2 separate regions of the Sus scrofa genome follow, and region 1 is linked to region 2. Evidence: chromatin contacts called from public promoter capture Hi-C data. All regions are on one chromosome and are shown on one strand. Each heading gives the region's core, a stretch centred on a gene start, on an enhancer-like site or on the middle of the called end of the contact. The rest is flanking DNA. Distances are from core to core; before and after follow the strand shown. Region 1 holds the start of SLC48A1 (heme transporter HRG1). Region 2 holds the start of ENDOU (poly(U)-specific endoribonuclease).

Region 1 (5,765 bases), core at 568-3,067, 51 kb after region 2:
CAGGTTTATTAAGGGGTTCCTATGTGCCTGGAATGCTTCTGTGTGTTGGTATGAATAAAAGAGGCCCATTTAGAGTTCCCGTTGTGGCTCCTCGGGTTAAGAACATGACATAGTGTCCGTGAGGATGCAGATTCCATCCCTGGCCTTGCTTAGCAGGTTGCAGATGTGGCTCGGATCTGGTGTTGCTGTGGCCGTGGCGCAGGCCGGCAGCGGCAGCTCGGATTAGATCCCTGGCCCAGGAACTTCCCTATGCTGCAGTGCGGCCCTAAAAAGAAAAATTTTTAAATAAAAATAAATAAATAAATATATAAATAAATAAAAGAGGCACAGTCGCTCTTCGTGGAGATTACATTCCAGGGGGATGTGGTAGCAGAATAATGGCGCCCCAAGATGTCAATGTCCTGATCCCCAGAATTTGTGAATATGTTTCCCTTTACATGGCAAAAGAGATTTTGCAGATGTGATTACGGTGGGGAAATTATTTTGGATTATCAAGGTTTTTAATCACAAGGGTCCTTACAAGGGAAAAGAAGGAGGCAGCAGAGTTCGCAAGCGTGAAGGAGATGTAATAACAGAAGCAAACAGGAGTTCCCGTCGTGGCACAGTGGTTAACGAATCCGACTAGGAACCATAAGGTTGCGGGTTCGGTCCCTGCCCTTGCTCAGTGGGTTAAGGATCTGGCGTTGCCGTGAGCTGTGGTGTAGGTTGCAGACGTGGCTCGGATCCAGCGTTGCTGTGGCTGTGGTGTAGGCCAGTGGCTACAGCTCCCATTCAACCCCTAGCCTGGGAACCTCCATATGCCGCGGGATCGGCCCAAGAAATAGCAACAACAAAAAGACAAAAAAAAAAAAAAAAAGAAGCAAACAGAAGCAGAGGTCGGAGGGATGTGATTGCGGGCCTTAAAGATGAAGAAAGACATTCAGGAGTTAAGGGATGTTGGTGGCTCTAGAAGCCGGAAAAGGCAAGGAAACAGATTTTCCCCTTGTGCCTCCAAAAGGAAGACCCATCTCCCCTTGATTTTAGCCTACTGATTTCCATTTTTGGACACCTGACTTATAGAACTGTAAGATAATAAATGTGCTCTTTGGAGCCACCAGATCTGTAGTAATGTGTTACAGATGCAAAAGGAAATAAACACAAGAGGTACTGGCTACTTATTTTGAGCCTCCTCTAGATAAGCTTGAGGCCTGTGTGTTTTGTTTTGTTTTGAATTTCCCAGCTGGCTCCCAGGGTGAGGCTGGGCCCTCAGTGGGAGCTCAGGGTACAACTGCTATAGATTCGTTACTACCCTAGAATTGTATGACTCTGATGGGAGGGATACTTGGTAGACTGGGGGTGGGCGATGGACTTGGGAAGGTGAAAGGAGAGGGGAGCTGCCCGTGAGAGTGGGATGTTGGAGGTTAGAAGGTGATGGCCAGGGGTTCCATGAGAAGACTCTTCGGAGAATCGCTTCACGCTGGAAGCGGGCACTTGATGGATAGAGGCGGCAGGACTCATACTCACTGCGTACGTTCATATTCCTTAATTTTCATATATTGACTTTTTAACAAGAAATTTACCTCGGAAAACTTCGGCGAGAACGTGCCTCCTATTGAGAGAGAAACGTTCAAAGGAGGCACTGCAGTTGGTTTGTAGAAACGCCGAGGCCCAAATATCCTGATCTGGGAGCTCAGAGGACGAGCCCCGGAACCTGCCTTCCTCGGCGGCATCCCCAAACCTTCAGGGGCCTGAGGACGCAAGGCCACGGCCCGGACGCGCTGGCGGCTGTGGTTCCGGGCGCGGACGGCCTCCGGCCGCGGAGGGCGCTGTGCGGGCCGCGAGGGGGGCGGGCCGGGGGCGGAGCGCGGGCGGCGCGCGGCTCCGGCTGGGCTCCCGGCTCCCGGCTCCCGGCTCCCGCTCCGGGCCCTGCACCTGTGACCATCGGCGGCGCTCGCTCTCCGCGCCCGGCGCCCGCGGCCCCATGGCCCCCTCCCGCCTGCAGCTCGGCCTCCGCGCCGCCTACTCCGGCCTCAGCTCCGTGGCCGGCTTCTCCATCTTCCTCGTCTGGACGGTGGTCTACAAACAGCCGGGGACCGCGGCCATGGGGGGGCTCGCAGGTACCCCTTGGGCGCGGGGGACGCCGGCTCCCGGCTCCGGCGGCTCGGGCGCGCGGCTGCGGGGAGGCGCGGGCGGGTGCTCCGAGAAGCCCCTCGCGGGCGGCGCTTCCCCCGGGAGCGGGTGGGGTGTTTACCCAAAACGGGCCGTGGGCAGCGCAGGCCCCGGGCGGGCCCGGACTCCTGGGCATCTTCCGGAGACCTCGGAGACCCGAGGCCCCGGGCGCAGAGGTGCGGTCTCTGCCGTTGGCACCAGCCCCGCCGCCCCTGGGTTAGCCGGACCGCCCTCCACCCGGGGTCCGATGACAGCGTCCTTCCTGCGCGCCGGCTCTTCTTGCCACCCTTTTCGCGCGACCAGGTGTAAAGATCTCTCACACACACACAAACACACACTTGCTCTGGGGGATCCCTGCCCCTCAAGCGCCCCTGCCCCGAGGACTAGGTGAGGGCTGAGAAGCTGCTAAGTGGAAAGGAGGGCTGGGGGGGTTCCCGGAGAAGCCCACCTCCCTCCTTCCAGGGTGGAGCCCACCCCCAGCAGAGTCCTCAGCGGACGCAGCCCGAGGACTGCGCTAGGGATCTGATGGAAACTGGACATTGTCTTCAGACAACAGTGGTGTCTCTTTGCCACCGTTCTGCTGCGGTCCTGGGCCAAGATCTGCTACACCCGGCCAACAAAGCTTTCTGTGCCTCAAGAAGGGCAGGGGAGGCATGTCCTGGAGTTAAGAATGTCAGTGCGCTGGTGGAGGTCCCAGGCTCAGCAACACACTGCTTGCTCGCTGTGCACCTTTGGGTGTGTTATTAACCCTCTCTGTGTGAAGGCAAAACGTTATTTCTACCTGCTAACGTATTTTTAAAAATGCTTTCTATGTGTCAGGCACTAGGTTACGCAAACGGCTTCCACCTTCTCTTTTAACCCTTACATGAGGCCTATGAAATAGGCATTCTTATTGTGTCCATTTTACAGGTAAGGCATAAACTGAGGCTTAGTGTAAATAAACAGCTTCCCCAGAGTTAGGGTGCTACATCAAATAAGTGTGGGAAAAGCACTCTGGGAAAGAAATGCATGTAAAGATAATACTTTGAAGGAGGCTCTCTTATTCCATAACGAAACTCCTCTGCCAAAAGAGCCCTACACGGACTAACTAAAAATAACTAGATTTGCTCATTGCCCCCGAGTTTACTGCGTGCCATCCCTGGGTAGAGAAGGACTGGAGGTGAGGTTTCTGCCTTACAGGAGGGGCATAGGTAAACACAGGCCCAACGATACCAAGCAGTGCCCTGTGGGGGTCTCTGAGGAAGTGTGGGCAGGCACCCCGCTGGGCTGCTCTGTACCTGCCTAGATGCCCCACCACCTGTGAGTTCCCGTCCTTCCAGGGGGCAGCCTGGCCACGTCTGCCCTTTCCCCTCTGCACCCCCCACCCTTCCGTGTTCCTGGTGGTTCTCTGGCCCTTGCAATGTTTTTCTGTTTCCTGTCGGGCGGCGCTGCTGCTTTCCCCTGGGGAAGGTGGTAACTCTTCAGGCGAGGCCCTGAGGAGACCTGAGATGAGGTTGGCCTGGCTGGGGGCGAGGAGGGAGGGCTGCCCCTGGGATCAGAGCTGGGTGTGTTGGAGTCTGGCCTGGTGGAGTGAGCCTCACCGAGCCGTGTGGCCGCGGGCACCATGCTGCCTCGTGGGCCTCAGTTTCCCTGTCTGTAAGAATGGGAGCGATGCCAGGGATGGGGTGATGTCTGAGACTTGCATTCAGGTCTGGATGTTACAGCTGTAATGGCCTCTCTCTGAGTCGCCCATCTTGCAGCTGCCTCTTGGGGCGCATCTCTGGAGAGTCCCAGGGTTTCCCTCTGACCCGAACCCTGCCCCCTCCCTCCCTCGACTTCTGAGGCAAGGCCAGCTGTGGAGCTGCCAGCAGGGAGAGGTGCTAGGGCAGCAACCAGCTTGGGCAGAGTCCTGGCACCTCCCAAACTGTCGGCCTTTGACCACCATCGCAGAGCCAAAGCTGCCCGGTGACCGTGGTAGTCGTGGCCATGGTCGTGGCCGTGGCCGTGTGGCGGGCGGGGGGAGGGATGGCCAGGCCAGGGCCACATGCCCTTTCCACCGCGCGTGGGTGCTGAGACAGTCTGCAGCTAGTCAGCCTCTTCCTCTTTTGAGGGTGAGGCATCAGCGGATTTACTGACTTGTAAGCACCCCAATTCTGACTTGGCATTTTTCAGAAACTGCCGAGTCACCAGAGGGTAGCCCCAGCAGGCGCCTTCCCCTGTGTGCCAGGCGGGGCTGCTGGCGGGGGGTGCTGGCTTCTGGCACAGGGTCAGCCCTGGAGCCCTGGGAAGCACGTTCATGAGTGGAGACACACTCTCTCCCATCCCGCTGGGGGTCCAGGAAGAAGTGGCTTGGAGGAGAGGCAGAAACGATGATTTTGCTGTGGGATCCCTGGGGAGTTGCAGGCTTGCTCTGGGTCGGCCGGACCAAGGAAAGGGAATAAGAATAGTCAGGTGTTTCCTGGGAGTCTGACTGGGTCTGTGTTCTTCCCAGGGAGCTGTGAGCAGGGCTGGTGGGCAGGGGGTGTAGGGCAGGGGTGTGGGAACAGAGTGGGGCCCAGGCCCAGGGGCCAGCTTGTCTGCATTTCCCTGTGAGCTCCCCTGGGCTCCTCACCTCCATCCAGCCTCTGCAAGGGAGGTACTTTCACTAAGCAACTGTGCACCTGCCTTGCCCTGAACCGGGCCAAGCAGGCCCTGGTTCTTGAAGCAGGTGGAGTGGGGCAAGAAGTGAGATTGGACATGCAGGCCGGTGGGCCTAGAAACATGTCCATTCTGCCCCGAATTGTGCAGACCAGGCTTCCTGGAGTCCAGGGGTCCCAGGGAAGGGAGCAGGGCTGAGGTGGGGGAGGGACCCACGGGGGACTCTTGCTTCTTCATTGACCACCTTGTTGAGGTTGGGGGAGGTCCCTCTTCCAAGGACAGTGGCAGGAGCCTGTTTGGGCGGGGACGGGTCTGCTTCCAGATGTGGCCTGTGTTTATCTGGAGGCGAGGCCTGTGTGCAGGGGAAGTGAGAGGTAGGCCGGGTTGTGCCTACTTATTAACTGACATCCTGGGACCTGGGACACCCCAACTCATCGTCTTCCTCTTCCTCCTGCTCAGCCCTTTCGGGTCTGGGGGTGTCTGGGAGCGTTTTGGAGGCACCAACGGGACATGGCCAGTGGATGAAGGGAGGGTATCTCCACGGGCCCCTATTTCAGCCTTTCCTGACCCAGAAATTGCTGAGTCATGAGGGAATTGCTCTGACCTCCTTATTTTTCTTCTAAGCTGGCTTCCAGAATCTTTGAGGGGTAAAGGATCTGAGAGCCACCTATTTCAGCCCCTCTGTGGCATGGTGAGGCGACAGAGGGCAAGAGGAGCAGTCGCAAGAGTGCCCATCTGACAGGTCCTCGAACGCACCCAGTGACCGTCTGCCTCCTTCTTAGGGCCCTTTAAGAAACCCAGCAGCTCCCCCAGCGAACACTTAGGATGCACGCGAGAGGATTGGGAAAGACTTCTGGGAAGGGTGGCCAGCATCCATCCCGATTACGGAAGACGTAAGCGGAAGCCACAGAGTGGTTCTGTCCACCTCTGGCCTGCTCCCGCTTCCTGCCGGAGCAGGCGTGGAGGCATGCTGGTGCCGGCTCACCCCGATCTCAGGGCTG
Region 2 (6,074 bases), core at 2,260-4,759:
CAGACAAATCAGGGCAACGTTCTTAATGGGCCAGATCAACAGAGTCCAAAGAAGGGATTCACGCCATTCCAGCAGCTGGCACCCGCTGAGAAGGGGTGAAGTGAATAGTCAGCTCTGTGGAGCTCAGGAGAACACTCCCCACTGGCCCTGGCTGAGTGGACCTTTTCATCTCTGTTCAAGAACTTTGTCCCCAGAAGGAACCCCAGGCCACGGATCCTTCATGTGTCCCTGTAAACCTGATCTGCTTCGAGAGCACCTTGGGATCTGAGTAGGGAGGCGAGGGCTGGTAGGCACCTCCCGTGCTCTTCTGGGGACACTCGTATGGCTCATCACCCTGACTTCTCACCTCAGTATCTCCTGTTCACACAAATGCTCCATGTGCGCCTCACTCACCAGCCAGGCACTGAATCACTGCTCCAACAACCTTTCAACCCTCGTCTGTCCACCCCATCTCTCTCGTTCTACCTTTCCTCGTTCTGCCTGTCTTATCCCGGAAAGAGTCTCCCTCCATTCCCTGTGAAAAGCTTATCCCCCTTCCCACCACCCCCTCCTCCCCATCCTCACCCCCACCTAACACACTACATTTCTCTGCAAATTTAAAGATTTTAATAAGCCAGAATACCCACTCCTATCTACACTGCCCACCGAGAAGCTTGGTCCCATGCCTGGGTGTCCCTATATGGCCAGTGCTCAGCCCTTCTGATGGTTCAGAGATCCTATGTCTCTGCTTTTCTGGGGGCCCCAGATGCTGTTTCCATGGAGACCTGAGCCAACCAAGAAGATGCCCTTCCAGGACCAGCTTCCTGCCTGAGTTCACTTGAAACAACTGGGTACCTGAGTCTGGTTCCCACACAATTCATACTCCTGCATCTAAGTTCTGAGATGTTGAAGGTTGTTTTGTGTGTGGTGTGTGTGTGTGTGTGTGTGTGTGTGTGTGTGTGTGTCTTTTTAGAGGTGCACCCATGGCACATGGAAGTTCCCGGGCCAGGGATTAAATCCGAGCTGCAGCTGCCTGCCTACACCACAGCCACAGCAACACCAGCTCCAAGCAGCATCTGCAACCTATGCTGAACCTTGAGGCAACGCTGGATCCTTAACCCACTGAGCAAGTCTGGGGATTGAACCTGCCTCCTCACAGACACTATGTCAGGCTCCTAGCCTGCTGAGCCACAACAGGGACTCTTGAGATGTTGGAATAGGTCTAACACTTCAGCCAAGTGTTAGACCTATCATCCACTGGACCCTCACCTTCCCCTCGGCCCCACACCAGCATCAGATCACCATCCCCAGGGGCAAGGGCTCCACCTGCACCTTGAAGCTACTGTTGCCCCTGCCCTCAGGGATGTCCCCTGGGGACCAAACGTCTCCAGCGGCTCTCCTCTCCGGACACTGGGAAGCCCTAACCCCACGGCCTCTCCTTCACACTAAGCTAGAAGCTCTCACGCTGCCCTCACTCTACCACGAGCCTTGCACCACCCGGGCCTGGCCTCTCTGCTGTGGGTGCCCAAGTGCAGGTACCCGAGCCCACCCAGCGTGGGAGGCCTGGGAACGGCTTTCCCCTCCAAAGGCTTTCCACTTAGGAATCTCATTAGGGGTCTTCGTATCCACCATCTGACCGGAAATGATTGCAAGAGTAAATTTTCTATTTAGATAAATCTCTATATAAATAATATTTTATATCAATATATTACATTAATATTTTGTATTAAATTTATTGTCCACATTTTATTAATAGAATATATAATTAATGTGATACAAATGTAAATATATAAATGAATTTATATATATAAATGAATGTTTTATATTTATTTTGATTTATACTCACAACCATGATCAAGGACCCAATCCATGGAGCGCTCACTCCACGTAGAGCGCCTCTTAGACCTTATCTTATGCAGTCCTTACAAGAGCCCTATGTAGGAACAACTGGGGTGGGGTGGAAAGGGAATCCAGCTTGGATTCTCTCTTCTCTGGGCAGAGGAGGACTCTCCTCACACCCCTCAGCTCAGCCCCCTCCCTCCGCACCCTTCCCACTCACCCATTAACCACCTATTAACACCTCAGCAGCAGCACCTGCCAGCTGCCAAACAGGAAGCGGCTCCTGTCCTCACCTGCCATCCCATCCCCGGACCGCTAGGACCTTTCTCTGCTTCAGTTCCCCTAATGCAGGACGGACCACTTATGCAGCCCCGAGAGCACGCCGCCTGCCTCCTGGTCAGGGCTCTTCCAGGTTCCCCCCTCCTAAGTCTTTACTCAGAGAAACTCCCAGCCCAGACAACTCACCCATCCCCGGGCAGCAAAGGAAGGGATCAAGGGCAGCCAGGCCATTCAAACCCAGTCACTCACAGCCCATCTTTAGACCATACAGTGGTCCCAGGAAAAAACAAAAAGACAAAACAAAAAAAAAAGCCTTGCTAAGGTCAAAAGTCAGGTTGGACGAAGGGATGCTTGGGGCTCGTCTTCCAAAGTGGCAAGAAGGGGCTTCCATGACATTCGTCCACCAGTTGCCCTGAGGAAGGCAACTCCTTCCTCAGACCAGGCCAAGTCGAAGGTGTCCATGGCATCAGGACAGAGTGGCCCTCCCTTGTCTCTCTACCTTCACCCTCTACCAAGTCCCTCAACTCTCTGCTGCTTTTCGCAGGACCCCCTGTCATCCCCACCAGTCGTGACTTACCTGCCCAGGCCAGGCCGCAGAGCATGGCCACTATCAGGGGGACACAGGCCCTCATGATGTCCAGCTGAAGGCCACAAGGGGGTTGGCAGTTGGACTTTCACTGGCGTCAATGTGAATGTCACTGCTCCCACAAGAGCCTTATTACCCAGGCGGATCCTTTTAAAGACATCAGAACTTGTGGATCTGGTGCCTCCAGATCCTTCCAAGAAGAAAAAGGGGAGGGACCCCAGATGGAAGGAGGCGGAGAGGGGGTGGGACCCTACAGCTGTTTGAAGACAGGGGCAAGGTGACTAAGCAGGCAGGTACTGCCAGATGTTTAGAATAGATAATGCTAGCTGTTGGTAGCTAGAAAATAGGTCATGTAAGCAGGCACAGCATCTTGGGCCTAGTTTGGTGGGGTTCTATGGCCAGGTGAGGAGTACCTATGGGCTCATCTTTGGGTGATACCCTCCAAATGCCCACCTACCTGCAAACCACAGGCCTGACCTTCCAAGAGGCTATAAGCAGCTCCATTTTTGAACTCCAGGAATAAGCTCAGCATGAGGAACAGAGTAAGATGATCATTACATGTTTGGCAAACAGAAAGTGCTTCAGCAAACCTTGGGGTCGCCAGAAGGAAGGCAGGATCTAGGCGTCATGGGTCAGGAACAAATGCTCTTCTTACTACACGAGCCGCACATAGCTACATCACCCTAGAAATATCATGCAAATGAGCCTCTCACTCTTGCTGAGTCAGCATCTCAGGTTTTACTTGTTTCAGGTTCTCACAGGCTCCAGGTTTATGAGGTTGGGGAGGCCAAAAAGCCTCTTAAAATCAGCCGAAGGACCCACCCTTCGTCTCCTCCCTTCATCTCCTCCCTTCATCCCCTGTTTCATCCTCTCCCCCAAGGACCCCTCCCCAGAGAGAAGCGAGCTTCTCAGGGCTCCCATCTCCCCAGATCTGAGAGCAAAAGTGCAGCAACATGGGGCTGCCAAGTTTTTCCCTTCTAGTAAAGGTAAAATCTTCTAAGTGAAATGCCCTTTCTAGAAAGCATGGCATGGAGATTCTCAGCCCTCTCAAAAAAAGTCTCAGAAAAAGGCAAAACTGATGAGTAATTGAGACCACTCAGTACTGATTTTGATTTTTTTCCCCCAGGATAGCGTGGGGGCAGGGGTGGGGAGGCACGCCCTCCTCAGCCAGTGTACTCGAACAGAGGAGTCTGCGTCCCTCTGTCTTCAGTTTTCTCCTCTTTGAAATGATGAGGTTGAAGCCAATGACCCTTCCAAGTTCTGATCTTAATTTCCAGGCTTCTTGCTCCTGCCCCGGGGTGGTGGGTTGGGGGTGGCCAGTGGCTTAAGGAGAACCCCCCAACCCCTCTGTGTGGAGATGAGACCAAACTCAAGGCCCCTCAGGGGTGGAGAGAACAGCCGGGGGCAAGTCACCTTGCAAGGCACTCAAGGCAGAAGCACAACGGGGAGTAAGCCCCTCCCTTTCCTCCAGGAAGTAAGACCAGTTAGAGGGAGTAGGAGCAGAAATGGCTGCTTTGTTTGCAAAAGTGCCGTTTGCACAGCCGGGAAGCAGGTGCTGAGCTGCTCCCTGCCAGAAGCCCCACCCTCCCTGGACTGGCAGCACAGCGATGTATCTTGGACTCCAGTTAGTTTAGGAAATAAAGGAGTGCCCTGGCTGGGCCAGGAAGCAATGGCACCTCTGAGTTTAGGATTCGGTGGTCTCTCCCTTCCAGGGACCCAGATGGGTAGATCCTGGGCAAGGCCAAAGCTTCCGAGTGGGAGTGGGGTGTGGCCGGGGTTGCCCTGATGACCAGCTGAGCGGACTATGGGATAGAGCTTCAGGGGTGGGAGCACTTCTCTTCATCAGGGGAGTTTTAGGGCAGGAACAGGGCTGGAAGCTGGGGAGACAGTTGAAACTGACCCCAAAGAGCCAGATGGGTGTTCCAGGCAGGGCCCTCCAACGAGAACCACAACTTTAACAACGACCACCTGCACCGACTGAGCACATACCACGTGTCACCCACCAAGCGCTTCCTATGTGCTATACATTCTCACTACAGCCCTTAACAGTTACTGTTGTTACCTTCGTTTTACAGGTGAGGAAACTGAGGCACAGAAAGGCTGGAAGATGTGCCTCAAACATGGAGGGAGTGGATGGACTGGGAGTCTGGGGTTAATAGATGCAAACTATTGCCTTTGGAATGGATAAGCAGTGAGATGCTGCTGTATAGAATAGGGAACTACATCTAGTCACTTGTGATGGAGCCTGATAATGTGAGAAAAAGAATGTATATATGCATGTGTGACTGGGTCACTTTGCTGAACAGTAGAAAATTGACAGAACACCGTAAACCAACTATAATGGAAAAAAATAAAAACCATTTAAAAAGTAAAAAAAAAAAAGAAATGCATCAACAACCTCTTAGTTATGTCCAGGTTGCTTTGCAACGTAGCCTGGAATCAGATTCATGGGAATTAAAGGGCCCTCCACGGTCACCGAATTCACTTCTCATAAGATGTGGCAACGCTCTAAACCCTAAATCTCCTCCCTGCCTCCACAGGAAGGCCTCGGGTGCCGAGGAGCGCACCCTTTCCAGGCTGCTCAAACCCCCTTCCCAGACCTGATACCCAAACCCCAGGATTCTACAGCCCAACACATGCTGAAATGGACAAAAGTCAAGATGGCAGGAGGAAAAATCCATCCAGCCAAAATGTGAACATACACCCATATATTCATGCAAAGATGCGTCATGGATAAATTTTGACGCACATACATATGATTTCGAGGCAGACACACTGCTTTCTCTTCCCGGCTGGCCTGGTCTGGACAATGAAGCTGCTCCTCTTTCCAAGTTCTCCGCCAGTTAGGTGCTCACATGGGCTTTTTCCCTTGATTCAAAGTTCTTCTGCCCAAGGAGCCACTATGGGGCCAGCCAGCAAAGGTGGGAGTCCCTGGAGGCCAGGTCCCAGAGACCTGGGTGGGGAGAGGGTGGCAAGTGGGGCTTGTGGCTAGGACACCCACAGAGAGAAAAATAAGAGGTGCCTCTTCCACATCAGGATGTGAGGAAGGGTGCAGCGGTGGCCTCTGCAGAGGTTTGGAGGGTGGGGAAGACGATGAAGCCACCTGGGCAAGGATGGTCAGCTGTCAGCGATGTGAGGAATGGGAATTCCATCAGGAAATACTTACGGAGGCTCCTCTGTGCCTGGTGCTCTGCCGCCACTAGACCAGCAGGGTTCAGGTGGGGCTAGAAAAGTGTTCCCAGAATCTACTGGTTTCTGGTGGGACAGGGGCCAGACAAGACCCCAGCATTAGGCCACTGCTTAAGTAGACTGCACTCACCTTGGGGCTCCCAAGGCGGTCGGGGGTCTGTCAGGACCAACAGGCCATGGGAGAGACTGACCCAGGAGGCTC

Evidence for each region. Promoter capture Hi-C pulls out the DNA fragments that hold promoters and counts their contacts.
Region 1: a contact with region 2 is called in a promoter capture Hi-C map of fetal liver, with 2.1 times the contacts expected there. The contact joins the promoter of SLC48A1 here to the promoter of ENDOU in region 2. A contact is called at or near these places in 1 of 5 promoter capture datasets (fetal liver), 18 of 47 Hi-C or Micro-C datasets (alveolar macrophages, blood, brain and 10 more) and 2 of 2 datasets of contacts at active chromatin or transcription factors (alveolar macrophages and skeletal muscle).

Annotation. Positions count from the first base shown.
Region 1 is chr5:78,139,403-78,145,167 of Sscrofa11.1, forward strand. It overlaps SLC48A1 (heme transporter HRG1), which reads left to right and starts at 1,818. Exons shown (of 3, transcript XM_021092605.1): 1 at 1,818-2,096. The coding sequence starts at 1,961.
Region 2 is chr5:78,086,792-78,092,865 of Sscrofa11.1, forward strand. It overlaps ENDOU (poly(U)-specific endoribonuclease), which reads right to left and starts at 3,510. Exons shown (of 11, transcript XM_021092594.1): 1 at 2,675-3,510. The coding sequence starts at 2,729.